Linked DNA regions of Sus scrofa: region 2 is linked to region 1. The links are chromatin contacts, called in public Hi-C maps. All regions are on one chromosome and are shown on one strand. The core of a region is the stretch at or near the end of the contact, and the rest is flanking DNA. Distances in the headings are between cores, read along the strand shown.

Region 1 (5,680 bases), core at 1,761-4,260:
TTGTTTGTTTGTTTTTTTTGTTGTTTTTTTTGTCTTTTTGCTATTTCTTGGGCCGCTGCTGCGGCATATGGAGGTTCCCAGGCTAGGGGTCCAATCGGAGCTGTAGCCACCAACCTACGCCAGAGCCACAGCAACGTGGGATCCGAGCCGCATCTGCAACCTACACCACAGCTCACAGCAACGCCGGATTGTTAACCCACTGAGCAAGGACAGGGACCGAACCCGCAACCTCATGGTTCCTAGTCGGATTCGTTAACCACTGCGCCACGACGGGAACTCCGGAATTAATAAAGTTAATTTGAATATCGACACCTACAAATGGAGGCCACCCCCATGGCCCAGCCTAGGTCACAAATCTAAACCTGTCAGCCTGCATTTATGGGAGCCCCTTGTTAAGGAAATCTAATATATAGTAATCATAATCCTCCAACTCAAATTTAGCTAGCTCACCTTACCCCAGGAAACAGAACTTCCTGGCTTTATAAGTAAATCCCTAGCCTAGCTAACCATGCCCTGTTTCCACGTTGCCTCTCCTAATTCTCTATAAAACTCCCTCTTGTCTCAGACCCCTAGAGAGCAGCATTTTGCTGCTTGTGGGACACAGTACTCCCCAGTCCATGGATCGTTTTCTCCTGAATAAAGAACATCTAACTTACTTTTTTAAAAAGTATAAGCAACAGGATATAAATAGGTTAAAAAATAATGTTTATCATTGAACTCAGACTATATATCTTTTCAAATATTGCGATAATTCTAAGGGCTCATGTGAAGCGCCATTAACAATTGGTGCTTAGTAGATTCGGGTCTGGCAGATTGCTGCTTTCTCTATTTCTAAAGTTGATAACATTATCAGAGGACAAACAAAATAAGAAAATGACTTTAAAAAAGAAGAAAATAGGGAGTTCCCATCGTAGCTCAGTGGAAATGAATCCTACTGGGAACCATGAGGTGGTGGGTTCAATCCCTGGCCTCGTTCAGTAGGTTAAGGATCTGGTGTTGCTGTGAGCTGTGGTGTAGGTCACAGATGAGGCTTGGATCTGATGTGGCTGTGGCCAGCAGCTATAGCTCCGAAAGGACCCCTAGCCTGGGAACCTCCATATGCCATGGGTGTGGCCTTAAAAAGCAAAAAAAGCAAAAAAAAAAAAAAAAAAAAGCCCACAAAAACAAAAAGAAAATAATGATTCATCAATTTAGATGTCTATCTAATGCTAGCGAAATTGGATGAAATTGAGAAGTTCAGTTCATCTATACATAAATACAATCCAGATTTACATTGAGGATTATCCTAGATGAGATTCAAGGGAAGTCTCACCCTTGCAGAGTGAGTGGTCAGGGAGCAAACAAACTGCTCAGTGATGGCTGGTTTGGAGTCTTCATCCCAGCCCTTCTGACTGCAGGAGACAGAATCTGGGCATGTTTTCTGCCCTCTCTAAGCCTGTTCATCCATAAAGTGGCATAATATTAATATTCACTTGCTACCTTTAAGAAGATTAAATAAAATGCTAATATCCATAAATTCCTAGAACACAGTAGCCCGCATAAGATGTTACATACCAACTAGTTGGGAAGCAAAGACGCTATTCATTCTAGTCAAAATAAGTGAGCATTTAGAGTTGTATAGATAGAGTTGGATGTTTGCCTACATTTTCATCTTTTCCTTTTGGTCAAAGATAGAGTTGAAACCAGATGGAATATCGCACGATTACCAATCTACAAGTTTCCCTGTTTCTTTTAGTTTGGTACCTAATTTGGGAATACGTGGGCAGAAGAAACCAAAAATATTCCTTTGAGTAATACCTGAAAACAGGAGTTACAGATTAGGGTTTTCAGCACAAACAACAAAACCAAAGCCCTGGTTATCTACACAGAAAGTGTTCTTTAAGGCTTGAGAGGATTCTTTGACCTTTGCTTTATGAAACAGGGACAATCTTACATTTGATTGGTGAATTTTGTTCCCTGCCTGCAAGCTAAACCTATTTATGGTGAGCACTGTTTTTTCAATTAGGTTTATTTTCATTTTCCCATAGGCCATGTTAGCTGAGAACGCCCCAAAGTTTATTTTTCTTTCCTTTACTTTGTATAATGGATCCAAAACAAAATATATAGCACTTATATCTATTGATTTTCTTCTGAATGCTAACTCTAATTTTTTTTCTTTTTTCACACATTTAATGGCCCGAGGGCTATTCAAAAAATTGCTCTTCAGTGCATAATGGTAGTCCATTTTTGTGGTCAACTCTTAGCAAGGATCGAATCCACTCCACCAGCTTTGAGAAATGTCTTATGCAAGCTGCAGCTCAGCAGATAGTACCTAAGAATGGTGTGTTTGTGACTTGCTTTTCCCAAAATTTTCCAGCCGGATGTCAGAATTCCATCCAGATTGTCAATTTCCAAGCTTAAAACTGGCAAGACTTTCTCTCTAAGAGGCCTCTCGTTTTTTGGGGGGTGGGGGAGATGGGGTGGAGGCGGGGCGGAAGGAAGTCTACTCAAAACAAAGCCCCACATCACCTTTCTAATAGTTTTGTACTAGAAAATATTCCCAGGCTAAAAACACTGGGCGAGAGCGAGTCTTAGCCAAGAATTCTCTTTTTCGGAAGAGCGCGTCGACTTCGAAGCCAGGCTTGCAGCCCTGGGGAAGGAGGGTTTGCACTTCCCGGGAGGACTGCGGACTGCTCTGGGGCTGGGAGCTCTCGGGACAGGGAAGGTCGGCGCAGCTTGAGAGGGGTCGTCTCGGCCGCTCCCGGGACGCTCTCCTGGGCTGGGGTGGGCGGCGGCGACCCCCGCCTTCCGCAGCTCTGGGGGCTCCTCCCCGCGCTCGGCCCCCGGCCCGCCAGGCGCTGTCCCCCCCCGCCCCGCCGCCGGCTCCCGCCCCTCCTCCTTCCTGGAGGCTTGGGGGCTGGAATTTGGCTGCCGAGTTCCCCCGGGCACCGTGCCCTGGAGGGCTGGGCTGGGCGGCCAGGGCCGCGCCCTCCTCCCCTGCTCCCGGTCAGCTCTTTCCTTCCCCGGCTCCGATCCACCCCCGCCACCTCCCATCTTCCCCCTCCCAGATTTCTCCCCTCCCCTTCTCTGCTGCTCCGGGCTTCTTCGGTTCCCCCTCCTCCCTTGCACTCCATCTCCCTGCCCCCCACTCACGCTCCAGCTCCCTTCATTCTTTCCTCCCCTGCGCCTCCTCTCCCAGCTCACCTCCTCCTCGCTCCCGTTCCCCTCCTTTCCTCCTTCCTTGGTCCCCAAGATCCTTGCCCCTCTCCTTCACCCTTCTCTTCTGCTCCCTTCCCTCCTCCTCCACCGTTCCCCCTCTCGTCCTTTCTCCTAGCTCCCCTCCCTCCTTCCTCCCGGGTTCCTCCCTTGAACCCCTCCTCCCGCCTCTCCCTTACCCCTCTCTCGTGCTCCCCTCCTTTGCTCCTCCTGCTGGTTAGCAGAGCTCCCACGCGGTTGCTATGGAGGCGGCCGCGGCGGCTTGCCGCCCGCCGGGACCTGCCCTGGGGCCCCAGGGACCGTGCAGTGACTCTGCCCAAGGCTCTCGAGCCTCGCCCCCTTGGGGCCCGGGAACAAAGCGCGCCCTCCCCCATCTCGGGAGTGCGCGCTGAGACCTTTCAGGCGCCGGAGTCCGGGAGGTTTAAGACCACCGCGAATCTGCTGGGCCCCCAACCTCTGTGGACTGGACCCCTGGGGTCGGGCTGACAGCTGCTCTCTACCGAGCTACCTAGTGGCCCTTCGATGATCACTCTCGCTCTCCCCATTCCCACTCCCTTCCTGGAGGTGTCACTGGGGCCGGGGGACAGCCAGATGGCCCCATTTAACAGGACTGTCCCCTTTTGTTGGGGGCCGAAGCAGCATCCAGGCCAATTTACATTGGAAAATGGGGTTTGTGTCCCCAATTCAGTGCAGTGCCCCGACAGCTGGTGGTTCTGTCATCTTGTCAGGACCCCACAGCGTGATGTTTAAATTGGCTTTATGTGTGCAGATGTGTGAGCGTGAATAGCAATTGATTGGGAACCGGTAGCTCTTAGGTCTGGCTTGGAGAAACTCAGAGTTCACAGAGGAAATTTTATCAGCCTGGGCACAGCCTAAGTTCATAGGATGGAAAAATCTTGCTGAACACTTCTGATGCTCCCTTACTTCCTGCTTATCCTTTGGTCCAGAAATCTTAAAAGCCAAATAGTTCAGATCTGAGGAGGATTTTGAAATTCTTACTATTTAAATGTTGGTCATTGTCGAAGTTGTAAGGCTAAATATAAACCGGTATGAGAATGGCTAGGACTTAAAAAAAAATTGCAGATGAAAAATCAAATCTAATTTATTTTACTCAACTGCTTTAACTCAGCTGGTTTGTGCCTGGTGGGTGCTAGAGTCTGCAGCAGGCTGAAAGTTATCATTAGGTTGGAATCAGTAGCTTAAAAGTGTACTTAAATGATAGACTGTTAGAACAGGGAGGAACTTCAATTTTTACTTTACCAGTGAGGAATTGGAATCTCAGCGAGGTTAAGGGATTTAGACCATACAGATCTTGGAATATGATTTCAACTGTTCACATCTATAAAAGACAAAGAAAAGGGAAACCTGAAGAGAGTAGATTTGAAAGATACCTTAATCAGAGTTCCCTCTGTGGCTGAACGGGATCTGCGGCATCTCTGGAGTTCTGGGACTCGGGTTTAGGTTCCATCCCTGGCCTGGCACTGTGGGTTAAGGATCCCACAGCTGGCATAATAGGTCGAAACTGTGGCTTGGATCTGATCCCTGGCCCAGGAAGTCCATATGCCTAAGGGTGGCCACAAAAAAAAAAAAAAAAAAAAAAAAAAAAAAAGTACCTCAATTAAGATGTTTTCAAAGCTTTCCACCAGTCTGCTGGAGCCACCAACAGGTAACTCCCTAGAAGACAAGGAATTGAGAAGAATTTTTTTCCCTTTGCCTTAACACCTTCATCAGCTTTAGCTAGAGTCTGTATTGCAGCCAGTTCTAACCACTAGAATCTTCCCAAACCCTGAACAGAAACTTGTGACTTGGTTTCTATCAGAGAACTCGTTTTGTGATGAGATAGAAAGGGCATGATTAGAATTTGTATGAAAGGGGAAATCAAAGCTGAGCTGGAACACCCTGGTCCCATTTTCAGGCAGGAGGACAAAATGACTCCCTTGCTAGAAGGCAGGGTGGCTCACTTGGAAAGACTGATTTCCACAGTACAGCCATACTGGTAACTTTCATAACCATTGAAGAGAATGCTAGAAACGTGGTCTCCTCACTTTGGGGAGTGTGGTGGAAGAGTTCTTTCAGCTAAAATTGCCAATAGAAGACCTTTATTGGCTAAAACCTCTGCCTTTAAACCTGAAGTGACTGTGCAAAATTAGGAGAGCTTGCTTCTGGGGAAGATTTTAATAGAGCTATAGCAAACCACAGGATGCCACATAAAAAGAATACGAGTTCACACGTTCAAAGAAAGAACAAGAATGTACAACTGGATTCGAACTGGAAATGCTGTTAATTTCTGCTCTGCTTCTCATACCAGACAAGGTAGCAATTTTGTTCTGCCTCCCATTGGCTTGGGCCCACGTGGGAAGGAGGAGAGTGCCAAATATGTAATAAGGATGAACATGACCTCTCAATTCTTGGAAAGAGAGTGTTTTTTAGAATTACTAATTACGTGTTATCTTTAAAAAAATTGTATACAAGCAAATTATTTGAA
Region 2 (5,416 bases), core at 2,116-4,615, 100 kb before region 1:
CTATACATACATAATGATAAAAATAGAAATACAAACACTCGCACTGTTGGGCTGTTAGGAGATCAGTGGCCCTAACTATGTGAATCAAGTGTTGTTCATTCCTGATTAGTCCATGTTTACACATAATTCCAGACAGAAGACAATGTGGACTTTACAAATGTTAGGTAAGATATATGTCAGAGAAAAAAAAAAGTTCTGACACAACAGCTTCGTGGATCCAAGTATTTTTGGTGATTCTTGTGCTATCAGAATCAGTAAAAATAATACTAGCATAAGCTTATGTGTTGCCTGTTATGTATTAGGCATGTAAGATGAAAGAAGCAAAAGCATAACAGTTTGGGAATGGAAATAACTTTTAAAGTTGAAATAAAAAATGCTTAACTACACTTTATTTCCCATCACCTTAATCCTAGATAAGCAATAACTTCAGTAACTTCCCTCTTTTTATGGAGACGGTAGTGGTGGTTAAAATTGAATACATAATATATTTACTTGCAAAGTGCTTGGAATTTTTAAAAAATGAATTAAGAACAAGGCACAGTATTGTTATAACATTCTTCCATATATTACATAGAAGCACATGATACATACAGTCAAGCAAGCAGAATCCTCTCATTTCTCCAAGGTACAAATTAGTTCAACGTCATAGATTCTACTGTCCTAAACTTTCCAACAACTAAAACAAAGCAGGACAAAACTGTTTAAAATCCACAAACTGTACCAAATCTGAGGACCTATATCGGAATTTCAAGCTTTTTTTTTTTTCTTTTCACAAAATTCTTATTGAAATTTCAAGCTGTTGATCACTGGTGGCCAGATGGCAATGTGATCATTATTTTTTTAAAAAAACCTCCAAGTCAAAATCTTTTTGTGGCAGGTTAGTACCATCATTCTTTACATTAAAATTACATTTCATCTCTAAGGTAGAAGAAGTATTTTTTGTTTGATATACAACACTGCTCATTTCTACAGATACTAACATTACAGTGAATTAAGCGAAAACTGCTTTGAACAAATCTATACACTCAATAATATATATGCCTGGACGTTGCATGCATATGTTTGGTCCATTTAAAAATATGAAGACAAATGATATTTTATAATATGTCTGGGAAAATCCTTTCTTTAAGTTAATTTTGAAAAACATATCTCATTCCATACTCCACATGATATATTTAGAGCTTTAAATACTGTCTATTTTAAAAATAGGAATTTCTGAAGAGTACAATCATAAAATTAGAAAGCCTAAAAATCGTAACACATGCTTTTTATTAAACATATATAACTTCCCATTAATATATGATAGAAAATTAAAGCCTCTAACACTAGATAATCTACAATTGTAGTTTGTATTTCTCATTTTTTCCTATGCACATAATACATACCTCTGATAGTAACATATATCATTTTTCCACTCTTGATAATTATCTTGAACATATTTTATATTAGTTTGTGATTAAACTCTCAATACTTTGTCTTTTAAGTTATTTTTATTTTTTCCATTATAGCTGGTTTACAGTGTTCTGTCAATTTTCTACTGTACAGCAAAGTAACCCAGTCACACATACTTATATACATTCTTCTTCTCACATTATCCTCCATCATGCTCCACTGTGACTAGATGTAGTCCTTTAAGACATTTCTTAGAAGAGTAAAAAGCTCCTCCATTGCTTGAGAATATCTTTTTTACCTGAAATACAGTTGAATAAAAATAATAAAGATTTATTTCACATTTCAAAATAGTAGAGTCTAAACACTTTAAAATTGGCTAGATTTAGCTTATTCGAAATTTTACAAATAGGGGTATAAGGGCTCTAAGTTGGAAAATCTTTCCCTGAAAAACTTGACTATGATTATTACTATGACTTTCATTTCCCGCTCAATCTGTTCTTCTAATCATTCTAAATTCCATATGCAGTGTAAACAGTTAAAAAACAAGTCCTAAAAAGCAATTCCTGTCATACACACGTTCTTCTTCGGAGTCGCACACGGCGTCAGTATAAGCAGACTCCTCCCCACTCCTGGGGAAAACCCTGCCTAATATTTATAACGTTATGACATACTGTAATACTCACAAGGTGGTTGTAGAAGTATAAACACGACTGGGGTTATCTGATTGGCTGCCGGTGATGTAACACCCATGTCAATACTTCCCACTGAACGCACGTGTTCGACCTTTTATTTAAATTTCCATTTCATCACAGCAATAAGACACTCGGGGCGGTGCATTTTCTGTGAAATGATTATTGCCCTGGGCCTGAGGTGCTGCCTCGCGCACACAATGCACCAGACAAGGAGGTGTCCGTGGTTGCAATCTCCTCGCGTGAAAGGCACCGCCTGGTCCAGTCTTTGTGAAGGAACAAAATAAGTTCACTTCCTCGGGCACCGCCGCCCACCCCCAGCAAATGACACGGCTGGAGCGCGGCTCCCACCGCACAGTTTATTTCCAAAGTCCCAGGTGAACTCGTGGCGAGAGAAGGAAAATGTGCCTCCTGGGCGCGGGTAGGTGCGTGCGGGCAGCGGGGAGGCGGCCAGACCCTGACACTCGCCAGCTGTTTGTCCTCCGCGGAGCCCGGCCCCGGCCGCACACGCCCGCCCCCTCCCCGAGACCCCCAGCCCGCCGCCCGGCCTTTTGTCCCCCGCCCCTCGGCCGACTTCCTTCCCCGCGGCCGCACCCCCGCCCCCAGGCCGGAGGCGCGGCCCGGCCCCTTTCCCGGTCCCCTGGCGCCCCCACCCCACCCCAGCCCAGCCCCAAGCCCAGCCCCCCTCCCCCAGCCCGGCCCCCACCCTTTCCCCCTCCAGCGGTTACTGCTACCCCGGTGCATTGTGGGCGCACGGTCCGTTGTTCATTTGCCATTCGACCTCCGCCAGGGCCTGGTCGGACGGAAACGCTCCGCCGGCTTTATTGTCGGTTCGTTATGTGGCGGAGCCCGGCAGTTTAACGTGCCTGTCGCCCTCACCGCCTCGGAAGCCGGCGGCGGCGGCGGCGTCGGGACTCCTCGGCGCGCCGGAGGAAGGATATCTGTTTGCAGGGTCGGTGTGTGCGCGCGGCTTTAAAGAGGGGGCAGCGGAGGGTCTCCCCGCACTCCGCCTCTCAACTTCGAAGGCCCCACGCGCCCGGGCTCGCTGCTCACCTCTCCGCCGCCCGCCCCCTTCTCCGCGCGGGACGCTGCCTGGAGCGCAGCGGGGCGGGGGTGGAGGACGAGGAGGCGGCTGGAGGCGGCGGCCCGGCGGCCGGCGGCGGCGACGGACGCGTGAGGCAGCCCCGGGAACGAGCGCGAGCCGGGCGGCCGGGCGGGAGGGCGAGGCCGAGCCCCGCGAGACCGGAACGCCCGGGGTGGGGGCGGGGGCGAAGCGGAGGGGGAGCGGCGGGGAGCGCGCGGGACGCGGCCCGAGGCCGGGCGCGAGCCGGGGCACCGGGCGGCGGCGGCGGCGCGCGCCATGTCGTTCAGTGAAATGAACCGCAGGACGCTGGCGTTCCGAGGAGGCGGGTTGGTCACCGCCAGCGGTGGCGGCGGCGGCGGCTCCGTGAACAATAACGTTGGCGGGGAGGCCTCGGCTTGGCCCCAGCAGCCCCAGCCCAGACAGCCCCAGCCGCCAGCGCCGCAGCAGCTCAATGGGCGGGGGGCCGACGAGGAAGTGGAATTGGAGGGCCTGGAGCCCCAAGACCTGGAGGCCTCCGCTGGGGCGGCCGCCGCCGCCTCCGAGGAGACCAAGGAGTTGCTGCTCCCCCAAGACGCGGGCGGCCCCACTTCGCTGGGCGGCGGCGGCGCGGGGGGCCCCCTGCTAGCGGAAAGGAACCGTCGGACTCTGGCCTTCCGCGGCGGCGGCGGCGGCGGGGGGCTCGGCAACAATGGCAGTAGCCGCGGCCGCCCCGAGACCTCGGCGTGGCCCCTGAGGCATTTCAATGGGCGAGGGCCGGCGGCCGTGGAGCTGGAGCTGGACGCGCTGGAGGGGAAAGAGTTGATGCCGGACGGCGCGTCCCTGAGCGACAGCACCGAGGACGAAGAGGAGGGGGCGAGCCTGGGCGACGGCAGCGGGGCGGAAGGCGGCAGCTGCAGCAGCAGCAGGCGGTCGGGCGGCGATGGCGGGGACGAAGCGGAGGGCAGCGGTGTGGGAGCTGGCGAAGGAGAGACGGTCCAGCACTTCCCGCTCGCGCGGCCCAAGTCTCTAATGCAGAAGCTCCAGTGCTCCTTCCAGACCGCCTGGCTCAAAGATTTTCCCTGGCTGCGCTATTCCAAGGATACTGGCCTTATGTCTTGCGGCTGGTGCCAAAAGACCCCCGAGGACGGGGCGAGCGGGGACCTGCCTCAAATGGGGCACGACGAGCTTTCGCGAGGGACCCGCAACTACAAGAAAACCCTCCTTCTGAGGCACCACGTCTCTACCGAGCACAAACTCCACGAAGCCAACGCCCAGGTACGGTATACACTGCTGCTACTTTTTCAGTTTGGGGTGGTATGGGGGGGGTTATCAACTAAAAAAAACCAAAAACCTCGAAACCGCTTTCCTGAGTGAAGGCGTCTTTCCTGTTGGGAGAGAGGTGTAGGAATCTTACGGGTGGGGGTTTTGAAAGCCTGGGAACAAGTTTTCGAAAGTTATGGGGGAGGGAGGGGGAGGGGATGACAATTTTTTTCTAATCGCAGCGCTGAATTTGTTGTAACTTTTTTTAAGACTCAGATTCCTTTGCCCATCAGATTGAATCAAAAGGAAAGTTTAATAAAGCGAGGTTGATGGTTTTAACCCTGTAAGGTTGACTTTGTGGTCAAAATGTTATTAGCTGTGATTTTAGAAAAGCTGCTTCATGTTCGCAGTCTTTCAGAGTGCTGGTGGAAGTCAAATGTGGTAACTCTTTGAAGGATGAATTAAACAATATCCTTAACCTCTGACGCTACCCCTTTTAGGAGAACATCCAACCGAGAAAATTCTTTATATGTCAGGGTAATATGAAATATGAGAGCAGTCTGTGAATGCAGAGGAAGCTATTCAGCTAAGACTCCTTTTTTGTGAATAATTTTACTAATTTCATCTCCATTAAACTTCTTGTTGAACTTTTTTTAGCAAAGGCATGCTTATGGTAGTTTTTACTTGTTTTCTTAGATTTCTGTGCTGATATTTTCTATAATCCTTCCTTCTAAAACGTTTCTTATAAATGTAGTTTACTTAGCGTACTAGAAATGTTTAAAGTTATTTGTGCCAAGTAGTTGATTTGGTAGAGAATATATTTACCAAACTCCTTGAAATCATGTGCTCTTAGTTATAGAACAAGTAAGCTATACTTCAGCTCTTTTTAGCTCTTGTTTTAATATTTCTAGTATAAGTCTTAACATTTTGATAATCCCCTTTCAAGCCAAACAGATGTTGATCTGTTCTTCTAAGACTTGAGACAACCTGTGGTGGTGGATGGGATTCATTC

Evidence for each region. Hi-C and Micro-C count contacts between places; a contact is called where the count stands out from the background.
Region 2: a contact with region 1 is called in a Hi-C map of embryonic fibroblasts, with 6 times the contacts expected there. The contact joins the promoter of ZBTB10 here to the enhancer-like site in region 1. A contact is called at or near these places in 1 of 5 promoter capture datasets (liver), 17 of 47 Hi-C or Micro-C datasets (alveolar macrophages, embryonic fibroblasts, epiblast stem cells and 7 more) and 1 of 2 datasets of contacts at active chromatin or transcription factors (skeletal muscle).

What each region holds. Positions count from the first base shown.
Region 1 is chr4:56,069,426-56,075,105 of Sscrofa11.1, reverse strand. No RefSeq gene overlaps it. Among named protein-coding and RNA genes, the nearest start is that of ZBTB10, 100 kb to the left of the region's middle. Within about 2 kb of position 3,010, at least 54 of the 83 cell types and tissues checked have an H3K27ac peak or open chromatin away from gene starts, as enhancers often do. A contact at or near this core is called in embryonic fibroblasts, fetal liver, liver and 1 more, where this site is marked.
Region 2 is chr4:56,172,286-56,177,701 of Sscrofa11.1, reverse strand. It overlaps ZBTB10 (zinc finger and BTB domain-containing protein 10), which reads left to right and starts at 3,365. Exons shown (of 6, transcript XM_005663005.3): 1 at 3,365-4,419. The coding sequence starts at 3,442. It overlaps LOC110260268 (a long non-coding RNA gene), which reads right to left and starts at 2,667. Exons shown (of 2, transcript XR_002343237.1): 1 at 2,076-2,667; 2 at 469-1,690.